3 separate regions of the Mus musculus genome follow, and regions 2 and 3 are each linked to region 1. The links are chromatin contacts, called in public promoter capture Hi-C maps. All regions are on one chromosome and are shown on one strand. The core of a region is the stretch at or near the end of the contact, and the rest is flanking DNA. Distances in the headings are between cores, read along the strand shown. Region 1 holds the start of Adss (adenylosuccinate synthetase, non muscle). Region 2 holds the start of Nuf2 (NUF2, NDC80 kinetochore complex component). Region 3 holds the start of Cfap45 (cilia and flagella associated protein 45).

The links. Promoter capture Hi-C pulls out the DNA fragments that hold promoters and counts their contacts.
Region 2: a promoter capture Hi-C map of pre-B cells shows a contact between it and region 1, with 6 times the contacts expected there. The contact joins the promoter of Nuf2 here to the promoter of Adss in region 1. A contact is called at or near these places in 1 of 39 promoter capture datasets (pre-B cells) and 3 of 484 Hi-C or Micro-C datasets (CD4 T cells and CD8 T cells).
Region 3: a contact with region 1 is called in a promoter capture Hi-C map of pre-B cells. The contact joins the promoter of Cfap45 here to the promoter of Adss in region 1. A contact is called at or near these places in 1 of 39 promoter capture datasets (pre-B cells) and 1 of 484 Hi-C or Micro-C datasets (B cells).

What each region holds. Positions count from the first base shown.
Region 1 is chr1:177,794,684-177,798,618 of GRCm38.p6, reverse strand. Adss (adenylosuccinate synthetase, non muscle) reads left to right here and starts at 2,110. Exons shown (of 13, transcript NM_007422.3): 1 at 2,110-2,407. The coding sequence starts at 2,225.
Region 2 is chr1:169,529,313-169,533,247 of GRCm38.p6, reverse strand. Nuf2 (NUF2, NDC80 kinetochore complex component) reads left to right here and starts at 1,784. Exons shown (of 15, transcript NM_001355159.1): 1 at 1,784-1,926. It overlaps Gm34624 (a long non-coding RNA gene), which reads right to left and starts at 1,671. Exons shown (of 3, transcript XR_373698.2): 1 at 1,151-1,671.
Region 3 is chr1:172,519,164-172,523,098 of GRCm38.p6, reverse strand. Cfap45 (cilia and flagella associated protein 45) reads right to left here and starts at 1,969. Exons shown (of 12, transcript NM_027972.1): 1 at 1,918-1,969. The coding sequence starts at 1,920.

The DNA.
Region 1 (3,935 bases), core at 861-3,360:
CAAATGAGTAGTCAAGCATGTGGGATGATTAAGAAGTACTCTGGATGGCCAGGCACTATCAGGCTCTAGAGACTTGTGGCAAGAATCCAGAAAAACAAATGACCTCAGTTCTCTATTGCTGACTCCTGTGGTTTCAAGGCAGTTGGCATGGTTTAACCAAAGTGGAGAGACTTTTAAAATGGCTACCAAGGGGGGGGGGGGGAGAAGTCAGGACCAGGAGAACAGAAGTAGTAGATCACCGTTCATGTCCCAACTGGTGATCTTGATTCACTGTGTTACCTGTGCTCAGAGGTCTTAGTATAGCATAGATTCTCCGTACTTAATGATAAGACCAGTACTGGTACAGTAAGTACTCCTATTATAATCACACCTGAAACCCTGCCCACCATAGAATTCAAGCAGAGACTGGTCTGATTAGTATATGAGTAGGAGAACTATGCAATGTAAAACTGGACTTTATAGATGCTCGGTGATCAGGACACTGGGAGACAGCACACAGGATATGATTCTATGCCATATGGATTTGTTTGTAATGGTGAGTATTAAATCCTAGGTCTTACATGTGCTAGCAAGCAATGAGCTACATTCTTTATTATTAGTCTTTTTTCAAAGCAATTATTTCCTTTACCAAAATTTAATGTCACAGTTTGGGTTGCAGTGAGAACATTAGATCAGGGCTGGAGAGGCAGCTCAGTAGTTAGGAGCACGTGCTGCTCTTCCAGAGCATCTGGATTCCCTCTTTAGCACCTGTTGTCTCAGTGGTTCTCAACTTTCCTAATGCTGTGACCCTTTAATACAGTTCCTCAGGTTGTGGTTGCCCCATCCCCCAACTATACAATTACTTCACTGCTATTTTATAACTGTAATTTTGCTATTGTTGTGAATCATAATGTAAATACCTAACAGATATGACATCTGATATGCAGTCCCTGTGAAAGGGTTGATTGACTCCCTAAGGGGGTCTCAACTCATAGGTTGAGAACAGCTGTATTTTCAGATGTCTCACGACCACCTGTTGCTCTGACTCCCAGGGATCTGAGGCCCTCTGCTGGCCTTCAGACAGACAGACAGACACACAACATGGTATGTGACCTCTCACACACAAATAATATAAATAAGTAAATAAATACATAGATAAACCCACATTAGATAGACAATAGGCACACTCTGTAATCAGTTACAATTAAAACACTGAGAAGCACCTAGGCTTACTCAATCTGCAAACTGTCCAAAGTACCATTTTAACGCCCATGAGAGGAACTGATAAGCTATTTAAGAGTTCGAAGGTCTGGGGGGCGAATAACTCAGTGGTACAGTATTCGCATCAAATTACAAGGTTCTGAATTTGATCTCCAACACTTCAACAGAGAAAAAATGGGAGAAGAGAAATTGTTTTGTAGAACGAACGTATTTTACAAAATATTGTAAACTTTAAGGTTGTGGGGATCAAATAACCCAGGTACATTCGGATATGACATAGGCAATTGACTCATCTTTGTGCCCCAGATACTGTAAAAATGGGAAGAGTTAGGATGCTATCTCTAGATTTCATTTTTACTGCTTTTAGTTTGCACTTTTAGTCCCTTTTCAGTTCTAAATTTATTCGGCTCCACTCCAGCCTCCACATATTTTTAAATCCCAGTTTACATTTTGTAAGGGTATTTCATTCTTTAAGATACCCAAGTGTTTAGACACAGAAAACCAAATTGGCTTTTAGAGACCGAAACCAGCCAACCCTGACACTGTGGTGCCATGCCTTGGCCATCTCACAGAGCATTGCATGCTGGGAATTGTAGTTCCACACTCTTTCACCCCCTTCCCTACCGCGAGTTTGAAAGGCCAGAGGCTGGTGGGCGGGCACAGAGGGCGGAACTCTCCGTTAGCCCCGCCCCCTGGCCTCCGCTCTCGCGCGGTTCTCCCCGGAGCAGCGCGCCAAGCCGGGGATGGGGTGTGGCCTCCGCCCTGGGGTGGCGGCAGTTGAGGCCGTGGCGCCTGCGGGCCGCGCAGAGGCTTCGGCCTGCGCCAAGTGTGGTCCCGCCCTGAGCGGGCGGGCGGCGGAGCGCGGGGCGGGGCCTGGAGAGAGGGTGGCGGCCCTCGGGGCGGGGGCGGGGCCGGCCTCTGGCTCCTTCTTCCTCCGCATGTGGCTGGTGGCGGCGCAGCAGTTGGGTTCACGTTCCGTTCTCCTGCCCCGTCTCCTTAAGGCTCTTCTGCCCTGCCGGGAGCCATGTCGATCTCCGAGAGCAGCCCGGCGGCCACCTCCCTGCCCAACGGCGACTGTGGCCGCCCCAGGGCGCGGTCCGGAGGGAACCGGGTGACTGTGGTGCTGGGAGCGCAGTGGGGCGACGAGGGCAAAGGGAAGGTGGTGGATCTACTGGCGCAGGACGCCGACATCGTGTGCCGCTGCCAGGTGAGGGAAGCCGGGCCCTTTCTGGGACGGCCGGCGCGGTGAGGTGTCACCTTGAGGTGCGTCCCTCGGGCTGGGAGCTGCGGGGAACCCCTGCCCTGGAGTCTCCGGTGACGCTCCGGGTGACTCTGGAGGAACCTGGAAGATGCGCGATGTTGGAGCTGCATTTCGGGGTCTGGGGACTGGGCTGGCGGTGCGCCGCGGGCAGAGTTGAGGGAGCTTCCGCCCGAGGCCTGCTCGGGACTCTGGCTAGACCCGGCCAGGCCCACCCGCCGGCGCGGACTAGGAAGGGTCCTTTTCCCCAATTTCCCTGAAATCGAGATTCAGCACTGCATTACCTACAGGCTTAGGCACGCAGAACCTCGCCTCCATCGGTCCACTTTGTTGATAGCAGAATCCGCTACGGGGCGATGAGACTGTTTGGGGCCCTCCGGTGCTTTTGTTTGTTTTTTGTTTTTAACTCGTATTTCATAGACTACTATTAAGGGGAGATCTGTTTTTATTACTCACCGGTCCTTAAGGAATCCCCAGTAAGTTGAAAAGTGAGTGTGAGGCAACTAAATACGGAGATTTCAAGTCGGATAATTTAGAAATGTTTACAATGCTTCGGTAATATAAAAAGTTGACTTTCAGGAAATCCAGTGTTTCCTACCCGGAGACACGTGGGTTTTAGTGTTAGTTTTTTTTTTTTTTTTTTTTTTTTTTCTTATTAGTCATTTGCTTTGAAGCAGCCTAGAGGGTAGGCCTTTGAAAAAGGCTCTCAGAAAACTATCATCCCCGTTTCAGAATTCAAAATAAATGAGCAGTTCCCACATTCAAAACAAGGTGCAGTGTTGGAAGTTAATGGTGGCGTATTTAGATTGTAAGAATTTTTTTCTCCCTGAAGGTACATGGTTTTGTGTGGGGGTGCCTTGTGGTCTAGGCTAATCGTGGAAAGCTTTTTTACCTAAAATTGAAACGTATGAAGAAACCGGCCTGTAAAAGGCCAGGTGCTTTGACTTGGGTCATCTTTTTACTGTGTGTGGAGCCCTATTGCTCCAACTGCCGCTTTACCACCATTCTTCAATTCACAGGGTTCTTTCACAGGTTCTTTCTCTTCCAGCAGCTTGTCTGGCAACATGCATATTTAATGGTGCTCTCACAGGTGTTGGCCTGGAATCTGACTCGCCTAGGAGGTGATCCAAAGCCCAGCCTTCACCTTTCACTTTTAAAATCAGATCTGGTAGCTGGGCTGAAGATTTAGCAAAGCGCCTAAACTCTTGCGGGGCAGAAGGATGGACTTGAGGACTGCTTGCTTTTTTACTTGAAAATGTGCACAGGTCCAGCTGCGTCGAGGAGTAGTGTGTGGTTGTACAAAGCCGTTGTGGCACTTCTCTAAAAGGGTTTCAAAATAATAGACCTTTAAAAAGTTATAGAATCAGTTTGTAGACTGTCGGTGTTACTATGTTACCAAGAAAGTGTTCTTGAGGGAGGTCATGTATCAGTCTGATCTGATGACTCTGGAATCCCCAGAGGAAAGATTGAGGAGGAG
Region 2 (3,935 bases), core at 535-3,034, 8.3 Mb after region 1:
AGTCTATTTACTCAAAATATGTTTTTAGATGGTAACAAATTCAAATAAATTGAAGTTATATATCTTTTCTATCAAAAAATAGAATATATTAAGTTTTATTCTTTTTTTGTTTCCAGAGTCTCCTTATATATAACTCTGGCTGGTTTGGAACTCACCATGAAGATCAGGCTAATACTATCTAGACCAGGCTTGGCCTCAAACTCGTAGAGATCTGCCTGCCTCTCCCTGTGGAGTACTGACATTAGAGGCAAGCACAACCATGGTTTGAAGAGTACATTACTTTTAAAATTTTTCTGAGAAATCCTTGTCAGCTCCCTTGAAATACTGTTAACACCACGGGCTCTCATAAAGTCAACACTGGAAATTTACTAGAACATAAAATTTGAATTAATAAAAACACTGAGCAAGTATTTTCATGATATTAAATATGTTTGACTGATGATTCAGAATGGTGTTTATATAAACTACATTAAAATAATATAACTTCATGTACACGTTGAGGAAAGTATTTTAAGGGGTTAAAGCACAATGCCAGGTCTGTGGTTCCTTGTATTTATTTAGAGTTCACCACAAACAGCGAATGTTAGGTATTTTACAGTTTCAGACTAGTACTGCATAAAGTATTTCAAATGTATAGCTCAATTTCCAAAATCTTTCCTAAAGATGAACGTGACTGAAGAGGCAAACAGATTAACAAGAATGATTAGAGAGAAATAAAATGCAGACAACTACTTGAATTCAATGCTATTTTTCTTCTTAAGCCAGGACTGTAAACATGTACTTTAAAGCCCATAAATTTAGAAAAAAAAAATTTTTAATCCAGAACATTGTGTCCGATGTTTATCTCTGTAGTTTTGATTACTGGAAAGAAATGGAATGAAATTCTCAGTAATGTTAAAATCAATGCAGCAGCGCCGCCCAGTGAATAAACCGGATATAAAGCTACGTTGCCAGAATTCTCCATGTTAAATTGTACTGTATTTTCAGTGTAGCCATGTTCCATCTACTTATATGAAACTATGTTCTATAATATTGGCTCAAGAATATAACAATTAAAATCTTACCTATTTATTAAAAAAATCAAGTAGTAAAGGTACTCAAAGGATATTAAAACACCCGTGAATAGAGAGTTCTGTATATTCTTTGTTACCTGTAATGTCAGTAAGCCACAGAAATGGCTCACCGATGAGATGAACTAGTGGTTTTGCTCATGTTTGGCAAGTGTAGAATCATATTCCAGTACGTTTATGCTTCTAGATTTATTATCCTATATTGAGTCCTCAAAGTGAGTAAATTAAAGATTTAAATTGGACGTCCTTAACAATGTCTATCCATCCATTCGCTGCCCCGCCCTCAAGCTTTCATGGACCTAAGGAGAAATGATGTGTACAAATATCCAGTGAGGTCAAAATTTGACCCCATCAATGCTTATCAAACAGTAAGACTGTTACTACTACTCCTGGATTCTCTATAATGCCTTTGATTAATTTGGGAACAACACATCCTCTATTGCCTGTTACTCTCTGAGCCTAAGAGAAGGGGCTAGAAACCGTCTGTCTGCCTGCTCGCTATCAGGTACGCTGAAGGCAAAGTTCCAGTCTGGGACAACCCGGTAAACACATCCCGGAACTCCTCCCCCTAACTGCTGCGCTTCCTGGTCTGGCGGAATCGCGGTTCCGGCTAGAAACTATAACCCTGAAGAATGATTCCGCTGATCTGGAGCCTGGCTCGCTGCGCAACTCGTCAAGTCCCACCCACCGTGGGTCTTCTGAGCCTTCTCGGCATCCGTCGCGAAGGAAGCGCGCTGTGCGGAAAGGGGCCGGCCTCACAAAAAAAGGCGGCCGGTTTGAAAAATGACAACGGTCAGCGGCTTTCGGTTGGACGCTCGGTTTTTAACTGTTTTTCCGTGAGCTGCTAGGCCTCCAGGTGAGTTTGAGCGGGTGAGCGTTGGAGGGCCGGGTGCAAGGCCAAGGATCGGGGCATCTGGGTTTACTAACTTGTGTGTTGATTTGACAGGCTCATCTATCCCAGGTTGGTCTCGAACCCCTATATTCCTGAGACTAGCCTTTTTTTATTTATTTATTTAACTTTATTTGTAATTCAATTTTTTTACACTTCATATTCCATTCCCCGCCCCTCCCCATCCACCCTCCGACTGATCCACATCCCAAACTCCTCCCCTCCCCACCCTGTCTCCACATGGATGCCCCCACCCCACCTGATCTCTAAACTCCCTGGGGCCTCCACTCTCTTGAGGGTTAGGTGTATCATCTCTGAATGAACACAGACCCGGCAGTCCTCTATGTGTGTTGGGGGCCTCATATCTGCTGGTGTATGCTGTCTGTTTGGTGGTCCAGTGTTTGAGAGATCTCAGGGATCCAGATTAATTGAGATTGCTAGTCCCCTTACAGGATCGTCCTCCTCAGCTTCTTTCAGCCATCCCTAATTCAACAACAGGGATCAGCTGCTTCTGTCCATTGGTTGGGTGCAAATATCTGCATCTGACTCTTTCAGCTGCTTGTTGGGTCTTTCGGAGGGCAGTCATGTTAGATCCCTTTTTGTGAGCGCTTCATAGCCTCAGTAGTAGTGTCAGGCCTTGGGACTGCCCCTTGAGCTGGATCCCACTTTGGGCCTGTCACTGGACCTTCTTTTTCACAGGCTCCTCTCCATTTCCATCCCTGGAATTCTTTCAGAGAGAAACAATTATGGGTCAGAGGTGTGACAGTGGGATGGCAACCCCATCCCTCACTTGATGTCCTGTCTTTCTGCTGGAGGTGGGCTCTATAAGTTCCCTCTCCCTACTGCCGGGCATTTCATCAAAGGTCCCTTCCTATGAGTCCTGGGAGTCTCTCACCTCCCATCTCTCAAGTGCTGACTTTACGGGCATGAGCCACAAGAATGGCGTCAGTGTGACTTGTTTGAATGCTTGCCAATTTTTTATGTATCTCCATTGCGCCACCATCTCTGGATTAAACCAAGAACCATTTATCAAAAGGCGAAAATATCATAATCCAAAAGTCAGGGAGCTGAATGTACCTGGATCTACGTGGGTGTAACACAAAGCCTTCCCCGTATTTTCCAGGAATGCTTTATCTAGTTCCTCAGAATTGGGAGTTGCTTGCTTAAGTTTGCATTGCAAAGCCAGTTGTATATAATGTAAGTTATGTTGTGCTTAGCACTGAAGTGTTACATATAACGGAGAAATGGGAGCTCCTAGAGGTAATTGTCCTATTTGAACTAAAATGTCAGAGAGCTGTTTTACTGTATATAAAGTATATAGTATCTTTATAGTTAGATGGCCTCTTTCTCTGTATACGCAACACACACACACACACACACACACACAGGAGTTGGAACTGAAATTGCACTATTAAAATGAACACAATTTGCTTCTGAGAAGAGAGCATTATTACTTCTAAGTGCAGTTGTGAGCCTCTGGGTAGCTTTACGTTGGGAAATTGATCCTCAGAAATTCTCAGGCAGGTGTAACACAACATTGGACACTTAGGAGAAGACTTGGAAGGCATTAACTTGGACCAGAAAGAGCATGAGATTATTAAAGGCTTTGGCAACTTCAGTGGGAAAGGCTGGGATTTGTGTGGTAGGTAAGCCCTTTGTACGTTTGTAAGGGTTTGATGGTTTATAAGAATTACCCTGACAGTAGTGTATATCACATCAGCAGAGAGGGGTGTGTGATTATGATTTTATACCCACGTTTTCTGTTATTAATCTATCTCTAATCTAGGTGTGGCTTGTTTTTTTTCTCAAGTAACCCCTTATGTTCTTATAAACAATTTCAAAAACTGAGATGCAGATGAAAAATATTGAATGCTTAATTCAATTTTTTTGCCTCTGAAAGCTTGATGGTTTCAATTGAAGAAATAAACTGACCTCAGGATACGGAACAGAAAAGCCCAGAATCTGATATGTGCCTG
Region 3 (3,935 bases), core at 720-3,219, 5.3 Mb after region 1:
TTTGGGCCGGAGTGAGAAGAAAAAAAATAAAATAAAATAAAGCCGGGCATAACATCGCACGTTTATGTCACCACTGCCCTCTGGTCCCTGCATTTTGGGTGGTTCACCACTGCCCTCTGGTCCCTGCATTTTGGGTGAGTGTAACTATCATGTTTCTTATATTGAATAGTTTTCTGCAATGATAGGTAACTATTTTATGACCAAGAAACACAGTATTTATATACATAACTATTTCTAGTTGAGAACAAAGTATCTGTATATGACAGGATCTAGGGGATTTGGCTTAAACTCAAGCAAGACAAGGCAAGCCGGGACTGGAATAGGTCGGTGTGGAGTTTCCCTGACGTAAGTACACCACCACCTGTCAAGGGAACAAAGACAAAGGCTGCTCATTCTTAGACGTTCCTTCCCACTCAGATCCAGTTCCTCTTTCGCACACAGAGTCAACACAGGCTGACAAAGTCCGGCTTCAGATTCTTGGCCTGGGAGTACTTCCCACTCCACAGACTTGGCTATGGGAAAGGAGGGATTCCCTCACATCAGGTCTCTTGCCTCTCGCTATGAGTGATCCACCTGGTTGTCCTCTTTCTTTAAATGGACCAGGCTGCCCACCTGTGACATATCCCGGTAACTTGACACCAGGGTTGAAGATGAGCCTCCAGCCTCTCCCTCCATAGGATCTATTGATCCTTTTCTTTGGGGGAGTTCTGGAAGCTTGTCTATGAGCCTCCCTGCTGCCACCACCTCTCATCCCTCCATGCTCTCAAACAAAAAGCTGTGATTAGCACTATACACACACTCCTGGCTTGCTGGTGATTACTCAAACCCACTGCCCCCTGACATGTCTGTATGCCCATTCCTATCCAAAGGAAAATTCCAGTAAGTTAGGGTCAGTAAGTTTGGCAAACTCTTGTCCTGAGTGGTCTCTGGGTGGGAATCTCTGGGCTTGGGAGAGATTAGCATTCCCTTGAATGCTAGGGAAAAAGGCACCTTTAACACAGGACAGAAGAACTTACCTCTAACACTTGTCCTTTGGTACCAGGCATAGTGTCAGGTCATATCTCTCTCTCTCTCTCTCTCTCTCACACACACACACACACACACACACACACACACACACACACTGCTGTGCTGAGGGAAGACAGTTAAGTAAAATGTACAGCCAAAAGGGACCCCCATCCCTGCACGCCAGGGAGTCCTCAGAAGTTCGGAACCCAGCTTCTTCTGAAACCCACTAAATCCCGTAAGAGCAAGACAGACACTGAGACTAAAGGAGGCCTACCAAGACAACCCAGATATCCACCTCAGCCACCCAAGTGGCCAGCCATTTCAAGTAAGTTCCAGTAACCACACGCCCCGACACCTGTCCGCAGACTCCCCTAACACTTCAGAGCCAACACAGGCTCCTGCGAGGCCCTGCTGGTCTTCACAGTCTATGACCATGACCATCCGCCGCCATCCAAAGAATATCAGGACTGGCAGACTTATCCCAATCATTCCCCCAGGAATTCCCTGCCTCATTCATTCATTCATTCATTCATTCATTCATTCATTCATTCATTCACTAATGCTTATGATGTGCCCAAATCATTCCCACGCAGTGAGAACAGAGGCTCTTCTGAAACATTAGGTGCCTTTCCCATGATCACCCTGCTGGTTATGGTCTTCTAACGGGTGCTCTTCTCAACATCTCACGTCACAGCCCAAGAGGACTCAGCTCAAGAGGATGGGGGAGAAGGTGCAGCACATCCCCCATTCAACCCTACCAGTCTTTTGAGACTTCCTTTCCAGCCGTCGTCCCGTCCTCACTCCCAGAACTTCCTGTCTTCCCCAGACTCTTAGAGAAAGCTCCACCTTTCCCTCTCAGAGCCCCAAACCACTTCAGGACTCAAGAACTACAGCTACCCAGACCCTCACCATCGTTGCGGCCGCTTCAGCTGCAGGCACCTCCACCGGCTCCGCCGGAGCTGACGCGTTACCATAGCAACCCAAGAACTAGCACTCAGCGATTTAGACCCGCCCTCGCCCCGCCCAATTCCTGGAGCAGTCACGAGGTAGTTTAGAAGCAGGAACCCCTCCCTCAACCTTTTCCCGCCCTAGAGTAGCTGGAACCAGGCTCTTGAAGGTTGCGCCCTTTGGATACGCCCATCATGTCCACTTTGGCTTTTAACCCAGTTCAAGCCAGGTTCAGACTTTAAAGGGTCTACTTTCCATGGGTCCCGGAGGGCTCAACTATCAAGACCCCAAGAGCTAAGCCGAGGATCCTGGTTTTACCCTCACAGACCCTTCCACCCTAGGTTACCATGGTTACCGCTACCGGGTTCCGGGAGGATTCAAACCAAACCTGATGAGAGTTCAGGCTGCTGAGAGGCAAGCAGCATTAAACCAAACACATTCCACAGTAGGAAGGAGTCTGACTAGACCAAAGAACACTTCTAGCCCTGAAGATGCGTATGCGGTCTCACAAGCTTAGATCTGAGGGACTTAACTGAAAATACAAGGAGTCTAAGACAGGAAGTTCAAAACCAACCTGGGCAGCTTAGCAATGTATTTCACTAAATAAATAAACAAACTCAAAATGTAAGTCCTACCCTAAACAAAGTCAAAATCCATGGCAGGAAGTTAGGGGAACCTGGCTTTTAACACGTCTCCTGGGAATAATTTCAGGATTTAAGATTTTTCACAGTTTCACCTTGGTCCCTTGTACCTTAGTAAGATCTACAGGACAGGGCTGAGCAGTCCTTGAATCCTGCACATCCCACACCCCACAAAACCTCCTACCAACCAGGGATTGCTTTTCTTTCTCAGATGTTTATTTTCTGAGCTCTTGGTCTCTCCAGACCCCCAAGTCTCCCTCCAAACTTGTCTTAGAGAACCTTACTCCAACCTAAGTGTGGAAAACTGTTGACAAACCCTAGTAGTAGGTAGTAGAGGAAGGGAGACAATCTTCTGCCACCACCGCCACCACCGCCACCACCACCGATTATTCTGCTGCCATCGCTGCTGCTTAATCCAAAAAGCTGTGCAGCTCATTTCCAGGATTCCTCAACTCTTATCTCCTTGGGAATCCAATTACTAGCCACACCTCTCTTAGGCAGTTATTAGCCCCCACACCAAACAGCAAAGTAAGGCCAAAAAGAGGGCACTGCAAAACAAAGGATGTGTTCTTCCTGCCACACCGCAGGAACAGTTAAAGGCAGGGAGAGGAGGGTGACAAGTGAGCCATCAGGAAATCGATCCCCAGTGTTCTGCCTGAAGGTATCTCCCAGTTAGGAGTGCCTCGTTCCAGGCTGCTGTTTGGTGTGAGCCACTGTGAGGCTCATAGCAAAGCCCTGAGCAATATGTCTGCTTAGTCATGTATTTGTGCAATGTAAGTTGATTTAAAGAAACATTTATTCTGGATTTAGTGATACATGCTGGTGTGGTTTCCATCACTCGCGCACTCGCACATACAGTTATGACTCTTCCAGGCTAGGAAAACTTCCTGAAACTCTCCTTACACCAGGCGACTAAATCAACTCATCGGACATCCAGGCGGCAACCTATCAGCCATTTTCTCCATATAGTTGGGCTGTGGTATCTGCTGCCTAACGGATCTGGAAATGGAGGGAAAATGCGGTTGGGAATGAACAAAGCCAGAAGCCAGTCTGTGAAAAAGTATTCCCCTAACTGCTGGTGCTGTAAAGCTGTAAGTGGACGTGGGGAGATGATTCATTGGATAAAATACTGTCCACGCAAGCCAGAAGACCAGAGTTCGGAACCCACAAGCCCACATAAATGCCTGATGGGTGGGGCAGATATGACAGTCCCTCCAGTGATTCCCTAGAAACAGAGTCAAGGTCAAGGTCCCAGAGCAGTCTGGCTTCCTAGATTAATGGAATCAGCAAGCTCTGGGTTCAGGTGAGAGATCTTGCTTCAGTGTGTAAGGTAGAGAA